Linked DNA regions of Mus musculus: region 1 is linked to region 2. The links are chromatin contacts, called in public HiChIP or PLAC-seq maps. All regions are on one chromosome and are shown on one strand. The core of a region is the stretch at or near the end of the contact, and the rest is flanking DNA. Distances in the headings are between cores, read along the strand shown. Region 1 holds the start of Kcnd2 (potassium voltage-gated channel, Shal-related family, member 2). Region 2 has its middle 280 kb from the start of Gm38772.

Region 1 (4,685 bases), core at 1,724-4,223, 530 kb after region 2:
TAAAGGAATGAGTGCCATCAGGGTCCTTTCCTGGTCTTCACTTATCAGGAGAGGAAAGGAGAAACTGATATGATTAGGAGATGGTAGTGAATTCAATTTTATTGTGCTGAGTTTTCTTTTGCTTCCCATTTAATCAATATGGTATAGGATACAGGATGGGAAGGAGATGGGGATGAACTGGAATCTTGGGAAGGGGAAGTGAAACACAAGCACTCTGTTGGGTTTTCAATCTCTGTATGTTTCAATGAACAACTGAAAATTAAAATGTCAGGTTCTTGCCTGTTGGGAGAGGGAGATATGCTTTATTCAGAGATAAAAGCAAGTATGATGTCTGTGGGAATTTCATGCACAGGCTGGATAAGATGAATTGTGTGAGCATTAAAATAATAAAACAGCTAGTTTCCATGTTCTTAGTAAAACACATTGAAACTTGAAAATATTATCTTTCATTTTTACAACAGGGCTAAAATGTTTTGCTTTATTATCTTTATTTTTCATTCATAGACGTTAACTAGTTTGTTAAATAAAATCAAATCAGTACACTATTTCCTGAGCAAGGATCTGAATATAGATGTGTTTAACCTAAGCTTAAATCTAGGTAAGTTTAATTCTCTGCACCGTGAGTAGCTGCTTGTGAAGAACGGATTACAACGCCTTCCCAAATTGTAGATGTTATGTTTTCTAAGGCTTCTCATGAAGTTAAGTATTTATTTTATGCTTGTAAGTATTTGATCTCCCAGTGGAAAGGGTCTGCTTCAAAGTCTGTTCCATCCTTACAGGGTAGGACGATATAATGGGCTTTTAGTACCTATGCCTCCTACTTATTTGGGTGGCTTGCTTTCTTCATCTTGCCAAGGTGCCATCTTTTTTATTTGTGCTAGCTTATTTTTTTATAGCAATTGGAAGGCAACCCCCTCCTTTCAATTTGCTAGTTTTCAGCCTTGCAAGCCTTGCAAGCATCCTTCACTTGGCTAATACAAACAAACAAACAAACAGCAGGTGTCCTAAACTTCCCTGGCACATTAGCTCCAGCCTTACGACCTACCAGCCCTGGAATTCCTAACCCGGCACGGGTAACTAAGCACAGAGAGCAAACATCCATCTTGACAGTTAAACCCATATAATACAGGGGATGTTTATTCTCATTCTTTGATGATTTTTTTCTATACTTTAAGTTCATAGGTTCTCTTTGAGCATCCATTTAAAGTGGGCACATCAAGCCTAGAGTCTTTTGGAAGTCAATTTCTTTACAGCAAATCACAACCCACTTTCCTTCTAAACAAAAGACAAAGCCTTGAATAATAAATTTTTATGTAGAAGTCAGTCTGCTCTTTCTAGTGAACTCCACTTTTCAATGGTCTTAATGGTTTTGTTGATCATGCTTTGGTACTTCACATGTAATTTTTCAAAGACATTTCAATAGGAAACTCTGTACATCATATTCCATGTCCATCAGAATGCAGTCTGAAGCCTGAACAACGCGTGACATATAAACACTGAAAAGGTGGGTGGTCGCAGGAAATTTAAAGATGTTTACGTGATCAGATTCTCTGTTGAATCAGTAAATTTTTCTGATCCTTTGCCTTTCTAAAGCGGCAACCTTGGATGTAAATTTAACTTCTCGCCACTCCCGCCATCTAGTGGCCATGGTTGTTAAAAGCTTGGTTTTAAGGAAGACACTTAATGACTGGGGGCGGGGTACACGAAGACCAAAATCGGTTGGCCACTACAATTTTCCTGTCTCTCCTCACATCACTCACCCTTCACCCGGGCACCTTTTCTTTCTTCGGTCATTTTAGATATGGGCAGGGATGCGCAAAGGGCATGAAGAGACACACACTCTAAGAGACTCACGCCCCTGCACACTGACATTTAGAAAAGGGTCTAAATTCTCCTGTCATTTGCAAAGGACAGGGGGAAAGGAGTTGTGGCAAGACCTAACCAGAGGAGATTTGTGTGACTTTTCCAGCAAGTTGGACGGGTAATATATTAGCCTTAGTAACATTAATATCTGTTTTGAACATACATAATTTAAAAAAATAAATAAAGGAACGTGGGAGAGTCACTTAAAAATTCTGTCGCGGAGCTTTGCAGGTTCTGCGACCCAGTCGCCCCCCAAAGGCAACCAATTCCTTCGCGTTCCGCTCTGTTCACCCTCCTTTCCAGCTTTTCTCGAATCTTTTTTTTTTCCTTGCCCCCCTTTCCCACGCTCATCTGGAACCGGGGCTCCGGAGGCAGCAGTAAGCCACCGGTCCCCTTCCTCCTCTCTTCCATCAAACAGCCGCGGCCGAGTGCCTTGAAGCTTCCCTTTGTTCATCCAAGGCTCGCTCATCCCCGGGGTAGAACCACCTGGATGCTCTCGCTTGGTGACATTTGGCGTCGAGGCTGGTGGGTGGCTAGGGTGGAGCGAGAGGAGCCCGAGGGGGCGGGGGCGGAGAAAGGTCAAGGCGAGGGAAAGGCAGGAGACGCCTTTGCCTAACCTGCGTGGCGGGGCTTGCGTGCGGCTCTCGCTCTCTTCCCAGCTTATTTATCGATCGCACCGGCAGAGCTGCGCGCGGTGCTCGGGGGAGATGCGGGACCACCCACTGGCGGGGAAGCAGCGAGCGGCCCTCTCGCGCCCCCGCGCCGCCGAGCGCCTCCTGCCTCCGCGCCCGGACGCCAGCCCGCTCCCGCCTCGGTCCCGGCCCCACGCCGCCACCGCCCGCCCCGCAGCCCCGCAACCCCGCAGTCCCGGCGCCCCGCAGCCCCGCAGCGCCCCGACCCCGGGGACGCCGGCCGCGCAGTAAGTTGGCAGGAGCGAGTGGCCTGGGCGGCTCGCCTCCCCCGCACCTTTTTGAACTTGTTGCTGTTGGCTCTGCTCGCCTGCGCCTGGCTTTTGGGAAGGTGACAAGGAGGAGGGAGGCACGGAGGGTGGGGGAAGGGGACGGAGAGCTCGCCAGAGCTTTATTTATGCTCCCCGGGAGCCTGGGATCTGGCTGCTCGGGAGCCGCTGGCTCTGCCTTTCCCTTTCCGGGTACAAGGCGACAGCAAAGTCTCTATGCAACTCAGCCCCGGTGCGCACTTTGCCAGGTATGTACCGCGGGCGAGGCGCGTTCTGCGCGGAGGCAGATGCTGCTGCCGCCACGGCGGCGGCGGCTGCCAGCTCCCAGGCTCTATAACTGTCACACTGCACCTGAGCTGAACTTGAACAGAGAGTGAAAGGGCCCATCGGGCAAACGCTCTCGGCTAGCGCAGAGGGTGTCAGTCGTCGTTGTGGGGGGGAGAAAGAGCTCTAGACCGACGCCCCCCGCCGCGAGCCCTGCACTTCACCTCCATCTCTGCAAGCGCAGCGTGAGTACAGGCGGCCAGCGGACTCCAAGGGACGCGGGACAGCGGCTGTGACCGCATCTCCGGAGCTACAACAACAGGTCGTCTTTTTGAGACGCCTTTGGCGGGAAGGACCACTTCAGCAAAAGGGGAAGGTGAAAGGGTTCTTTCTTTTAAGAGACTACCACTGACTGGTTGACTTTCCCTGTTTCCTCTCTCCTGCTCTATATACCGACCCCATATCTACCAGACTGTATCAGGGGAGAAGCGAAGACACCTGTTTGAAGCCAGGCTGTCTCCGAAGTCACCTGTACGTTTACATGTGCCAGGACCTGCCCTGGTCCAACTGTTGGCAGAGATTTGTTTAGGCTTTATGGAGAGAGATTTTTAGGTCACTGTATTTTTTTTTTCTTAGTATTCCAAATACTTCTGTGAGGGAAACCTGACCTTCTTGAGTACTGTGACTTGACCTGCGCCACCTTGGAATAATCGTGTTCCTGTGAGCAGTGTCCCCCCAGTGTTTTGCCTGAGGTGAAGAAGTGGGGGGCACTTTCTTACTTTCATTGTGTTATTTTGGGTGACCCCCCTGCTCACTCTCGTGACCTCCACTTCCAGACAACATGGCAGCCGGTGTTGCAGCATGGCTGCCCTTTGCCAGGGCAGCCGCCATTGGGTGGATGCCTGTTGCTTCGGGGCCTATGCCTGCGCCCCCAAGACAGGAGAGAAAAAGGACTCAGGACGCTCTGATAGTGCTGAACGTGAGTGGCACCCGTTTCCAGACATGGCAAGACACCCTGGAACGATACCCAGACACTCTGCTGGGTAGTTCTGAGAGAGACTTTTTCTACCACCCAGAGACCCAACAATACTTCTTTGACCGTGACCCGGACATCTTCCGCCACATCCTCAACTTCTACCGCACGGGGAAGCTTCACTATCCCCGCCATGAGTGCATCTCGGCTTATGATGAAGAACTGGCCTTCTTTGGCCTCATCCCAGAAATTATTGGCGACTGCTGTTATGAGGAGTACAAGGACCGCAGGCGGGAGAATGCTGAGCGCCTCCAGGATGATGCAGACACTGACAATACAGGAGAGAGTGCGCTGCCCACCATGACTGCTAGGCAGAGGGTCTGGCGGGCCTTTGAGAATCCCCACACCAGCACCATGGCCCTGGTGTTCTACTATGTGACTGGGTTCTTCATTGCCGTCTCAGTCATCGCGAATGTGGTGGAAACAGTTCCATGTGGGTCTAGCCCAGGCCACATAAAAGAACTGCCTTGTGGGGAGAGGTATGCGGTGGCCTTCTTCTGCTTGGATACCGCCTGTGTCATGATCTTCACAGTTGAGTACTTGCTTCGCCTGGCCGCAGCACCTAGT
Region 2 (4,273 bases), core at 604-3,103:
ATCTTTTCTCAATGTATAGGTTACCATTTTGTACTATTGACAGTGTCCTTTGTCTTACAAAAGCTTTGCAATTTTACAAGGTCCTATTTGCCAATTCTTGATCTTAGAGCATAAGCTTTGTATTCTGTTCAGGAAATTTTCCCCTGTGCACATGTGCTTGAGGCACTTCCCACTTTCTTTTCTATTAGTTTTAGTGTATCTGGTTTTATGCGGAGGTCCGTGATCTATTAGAACTTGAGCTTTGTACAAGGAGTTAAGAATGAATTGGTTTGCTGGACAGTGGTGGCACATGCCTTTAATTCCAGCACTTGGGAGGCAGAGGCAGGAGGATTTCTGAATTCAAGACCAGCCGATTTGCATTCTTCTACATGCCCCCCTCCAGTTGAAACATCACCATTGAAAACGCTGTTCATTTTCCACTGGATGGTTTTAACTACTTTGTCAAAGTTATGTAGTGGATTACATTGGTGGATTTCCATATATTGAAGTGAACATAGGTGTGTAGGTTCTTTTCTGGGTCTTCAATTATATTCCACTGATCTACCTGACTGTCATTGTACCGATATCATGCAGTTTTTATCACAATTACTCTGTAGTACAGGTTGAGGTCAAGGATGGTGATTCCCCCAGAAGTTCTTTTATTGTTGACAATACTTTTTCGTTATCCTGGTTTTTTGTTATTCCAGATGAATTTGTAAATTGCTTTATCTAACTCTATGAAGAATTGATTTGGAATTTTGATGGGAATTGCATCGATCTGTAGATTGTTTTCAGAGATCTTTCATCTTCTGAGATCTTCAATTTCTTTTTTCAGAGACTTGAAGTTTTTGTCATACAGACCTTTAACTTCCTTAGTTAGAGTTACAGTAACATAATTTATATTATTTGTGACTTTTGTGAAAGGTGTTGTTTCCCTAATTTCTTTCTCAGCCTGTTTATTCTTTGACTAGAAGAAGGCAACTGATTTGTTTGACTTAATTTTATATCCAGCCACTTTGCTAAAGTTTTTTTTTTTTTTTTTTTTTTTGGTCACTTAAGTATATGTTGTGAGCCGACCCATGGCTCACATGAACTGGGTTTCACCTGGGAGGCACCAGGGCTGAAAAGAAAGGGGAACTAGGTGGTCGAAAGAAAAATGGAGCTAAGTCAAGATTCCTGATCAAAGCTCAAATGTTTAATGGCAAATGAACTTATAAAGGGTTTGGGGGGGGGGGCATTCCTGCCAATTCATCCTTGGAGCCTGGAACCAGCTGCAGGATAGGGTGTAGTCTCTGGAGTAGCTCAGTGGCCTCCCAGCAGGTAGCAGTATCTTGAAGGGGAACAGAGACAGTGGCTGAATAGAGTGATCTAAGGAGGAAGGCTCCACACTAAGTAATCTCCTTAGTGGCAGCAAGGTCAAGGTCTGGCTTAGCCTGCTTCAGGCTGGGGGAGGTTACAACACCCCCCCCCCGTTATTAATATTTAAAAAAACAGCTGTACTGAGGCATAAAATTTATCTATGCTCTATAGTCCTGCCTGGGAATTATGGTGGCTGGCGGCCATGTTGGTCTTAGGAAATCTTAGATCTTCCCAAACCATCCAATTCTATCTTGGAGGCTAAATTCAGCTTGTTTGTGTTATATTTCACACAAAACATGGCTCTGTGGTGTGTTATCAACAGCCATGGCCTTTTGGCATGTACCTCTTTCTTAAATTGGTATGGTTCCGAGATCTGGATGCCCATCTTAGACTGTCCAGCCCTCATTAGCACACCTTAGTCCCAATTCAGACCAAAGCCACAGTATGTACTTAGAATGCTTCCTCATGAAGATTAATAACTGCCACCTGCACTGTTGGAGGTGAGGCTGCACACCTGCTGCAGTCAGGCTAAAGGGCTTTGACTGGCTTGCTTGACAAACAAAGTCCAGACAGTGAAAAGCAACAGTACAAAAGCTTCTTTGGGGAAGTCCAGGTACTCCATTCAATTGCAAATTAGCAACAATCAAGCTTAGACTTAGAGCTCCTGGTGTGGGGGAGGTGAATTTGAGAATCACAGAAAGGCTGTAACTTTCTGGGAGAGGAGGCTGTGTTCCAAAAGAACATTTCAGCTAAGAGGATTTTTAGCTACAATCAAGGTCAGAGTCATACTTACTGGAATATTCAGGATCTGTGTCCAGTTGACTAACCTTTCAGGCAGCCATATCGCTCCAGCTTTTTTTTTGTGAAAAAACACAGACTGAGCCCCTTCCCCAGATTAGGACAGGGTCTGGACCCTTCCATTTGTTAGTTAATGGGTCCTGCCACTTTACCATGGCTTAAGAACTAGAAGTAACTGGATGCCAGTGGTGATCCACTGCAGATTGTCCTTTAACATCAGTTTACAAAAAATTAAGAACAAATAAAGCAAAAGCAAGATGTGCCTTTGGTGACCTTGGGGAATATAACTGCCCCTGTTTTGTTTTTAAAAGCCATTTTTTTTTAAGTGCGATGAGCATGTTCAACTATTCCTTGTCCCATGGGGTTATAAGGAATTCCAGTTTTATGTTTGATGTCATACCTAGTTTCAAGGAAACCTAACGCCTCAGATATCTTTAAATAAAGATAAATCTCCTTTAGAGAATAGTATTTGGTTAAGGTAATATTAGGTTTTGTTTCTAAGATATGGTGAAGAGAGCTTAAGTCCTTTATATATTTATTTAATCAAATATTTATTAAATTCAATATATGCATCCAGGATGACTACTATGTGGAGATTTTGATGTAATGGATGACAATGTAATTATTTAACTGAACAACAAACTATCTCCTTTTGGAATTTTATAGGACTAAAGGGAACAGATAGATTTTATTAGAAAAGGGAAGTAAAATACATATAAATAGGGTGCCTAGAAGGAAGGGTTTGGGTTATATCTAACTGAGATTTTGCCTAAAGGTGTCCCAGGAGAATCAGTTGCTCTCCAAAATCTGATAGCAAGGCCCCACTGATGAAGACAGGAACTATACAACTCACTGAATATTTGCAATCCTATTTGGTGTCAGCATAGAGACTTTACCGCTAACTAGCAGTTTTTGCAAGGAAGGCACACTGTAGGCTACCCAAAAAGAAACACAAACACCAAACCAGCTACAAACACTTTGACAATGGTATGCTGCCTGCAAAAAATACTAGGGTAGAAATTACCTTATTAATACTATTAAAGGATCCTGAAAAGAATGAGCCTATCTATAAGCAAATTTCATTATTTTAGAGGCAATTACCATTTTTAATTGGCATTTCAATTTTAAACTATTTAAAATGACCATTTGTATAATTATAGCATCATCTCTATGCTTTAATTATGCTATGTAGGCTTTGCTTACTCACGAGTCATTCTTGATAGAACATTTTACAGCCCTGCTTTATCTGTCCTTCTCACATCTTCACTAATCTTTCTTATAATTTTCCCTTCACAATAAATATGTCCTTTTTAAATTTTTTCATATTTGAAATTAAAACTGATTTTATTGTTTTCCATTCGAACTAAATATTGCAAAGCAGGATCAAGACAGAGAAGTTACTTAAGAGAAAGGAAAGATGCAAAGATCTTTCAGATAGTTTGTAAAACATAAAAACAAATATAGACTCATTTTGATGATATGTTTGATTATATTCAACATATTGACTATAACCTCAAAAGGTGTCAACAAAGGTAACATCAATTTAATATAATGATCCACCCCCCCCCCCCATAACACAAAGTAACTCAAAGAAGAAAAATCTCCCACATCCCACAGTCTACATCAGCCATTCTCTAAAAGAGTTTCATCATTGCTCACAACGATCTCCCAAATCCTAGTGATCAGATGTAATTAGAGAATCTAACCACGGCTATTGTAGTGTGTTTTAGATTGGTAAGAAGAGAATGAAGTATGCAATATGTACCATTCCCAACGGTATTCCACAAATGACTATTCATGTACTTGAGAGCAAATATCAACTATAGACAACTAGGTAAAATTTTTATGAGTATTGAATTATTAGGCCTATATGTACATTTTATCACACTTGTGCTGTTTCTTTTATGATAATATAGTCATAATTCTGTTTTTACATTAATATTCTTTATTTTTATTCATTTTTTATTTTTTTTATGAATTAAAAGTATACCTTTTCATTACTTTTTCTCCCTCCAAACCCTCCTATATACTTGGATCTCTGTCAAAGTTACAGGCTCTTTTCTAATTCTTGTTACTGAGACTTTTAATTACAATTATGAAAACATTCGGAGTGTTACGTATGGAAAGAAAAATCAAA

What was found. HiChIP or PLAC-seq counts read pairs in DNA pulled down with a chosen protein or histone mark.
Region 1: a contact with region 2 is called in an H3K27ac HiChIP or PLAC-seq map of embryonic stem cells, with 4 times the contacts expected there. The contact joins the promoter of Kcnd2 here to the enhancer-like site in region 2. A contact is called at or near these places in 2 of 39 promoter capture datasets (hippocampal neurons and stem cell-derived epiblast-like cells), 5 of 484 Hi-C or Micro-C datasets (cardiomyocytes and embryonic stem cells) and 2 of 115 datasets of contacts at active chromatin or transcription factors (both in embryonic stem cells).

What each region holds. Positions count from the first base shown.
Region 1 is chr6:21,212,373-21,217,057 of GRCm38.p6, forward strand. Kcnd2 (potassium voltage-gated channel, Shal-related family, member 2) reads left to right here and starts at 2,974. Exons shown (of 6, transcript NM_019697.4): 1 at 2,974-4,685. The coding sequence starts at 3,927.
Region 2 is chr6:20,685,373-20,689,645 of GRCm38.p6, forward strand. No RefSeq gene overlaps it. Among named protein-coding and RNA genes, the nearest start is that of Gm38772, 280 kb to the right of the region's middle. Within about 2 kb of position 1,854, at least 15 of the 459 cell types and tissues checked have an H3K27ac peak or open chromatin away from gene starts, as enhancers often do. A contact at or near this core is called in embryonic stem cells and stem cell-derived epiblast-like cells, where this site is marked.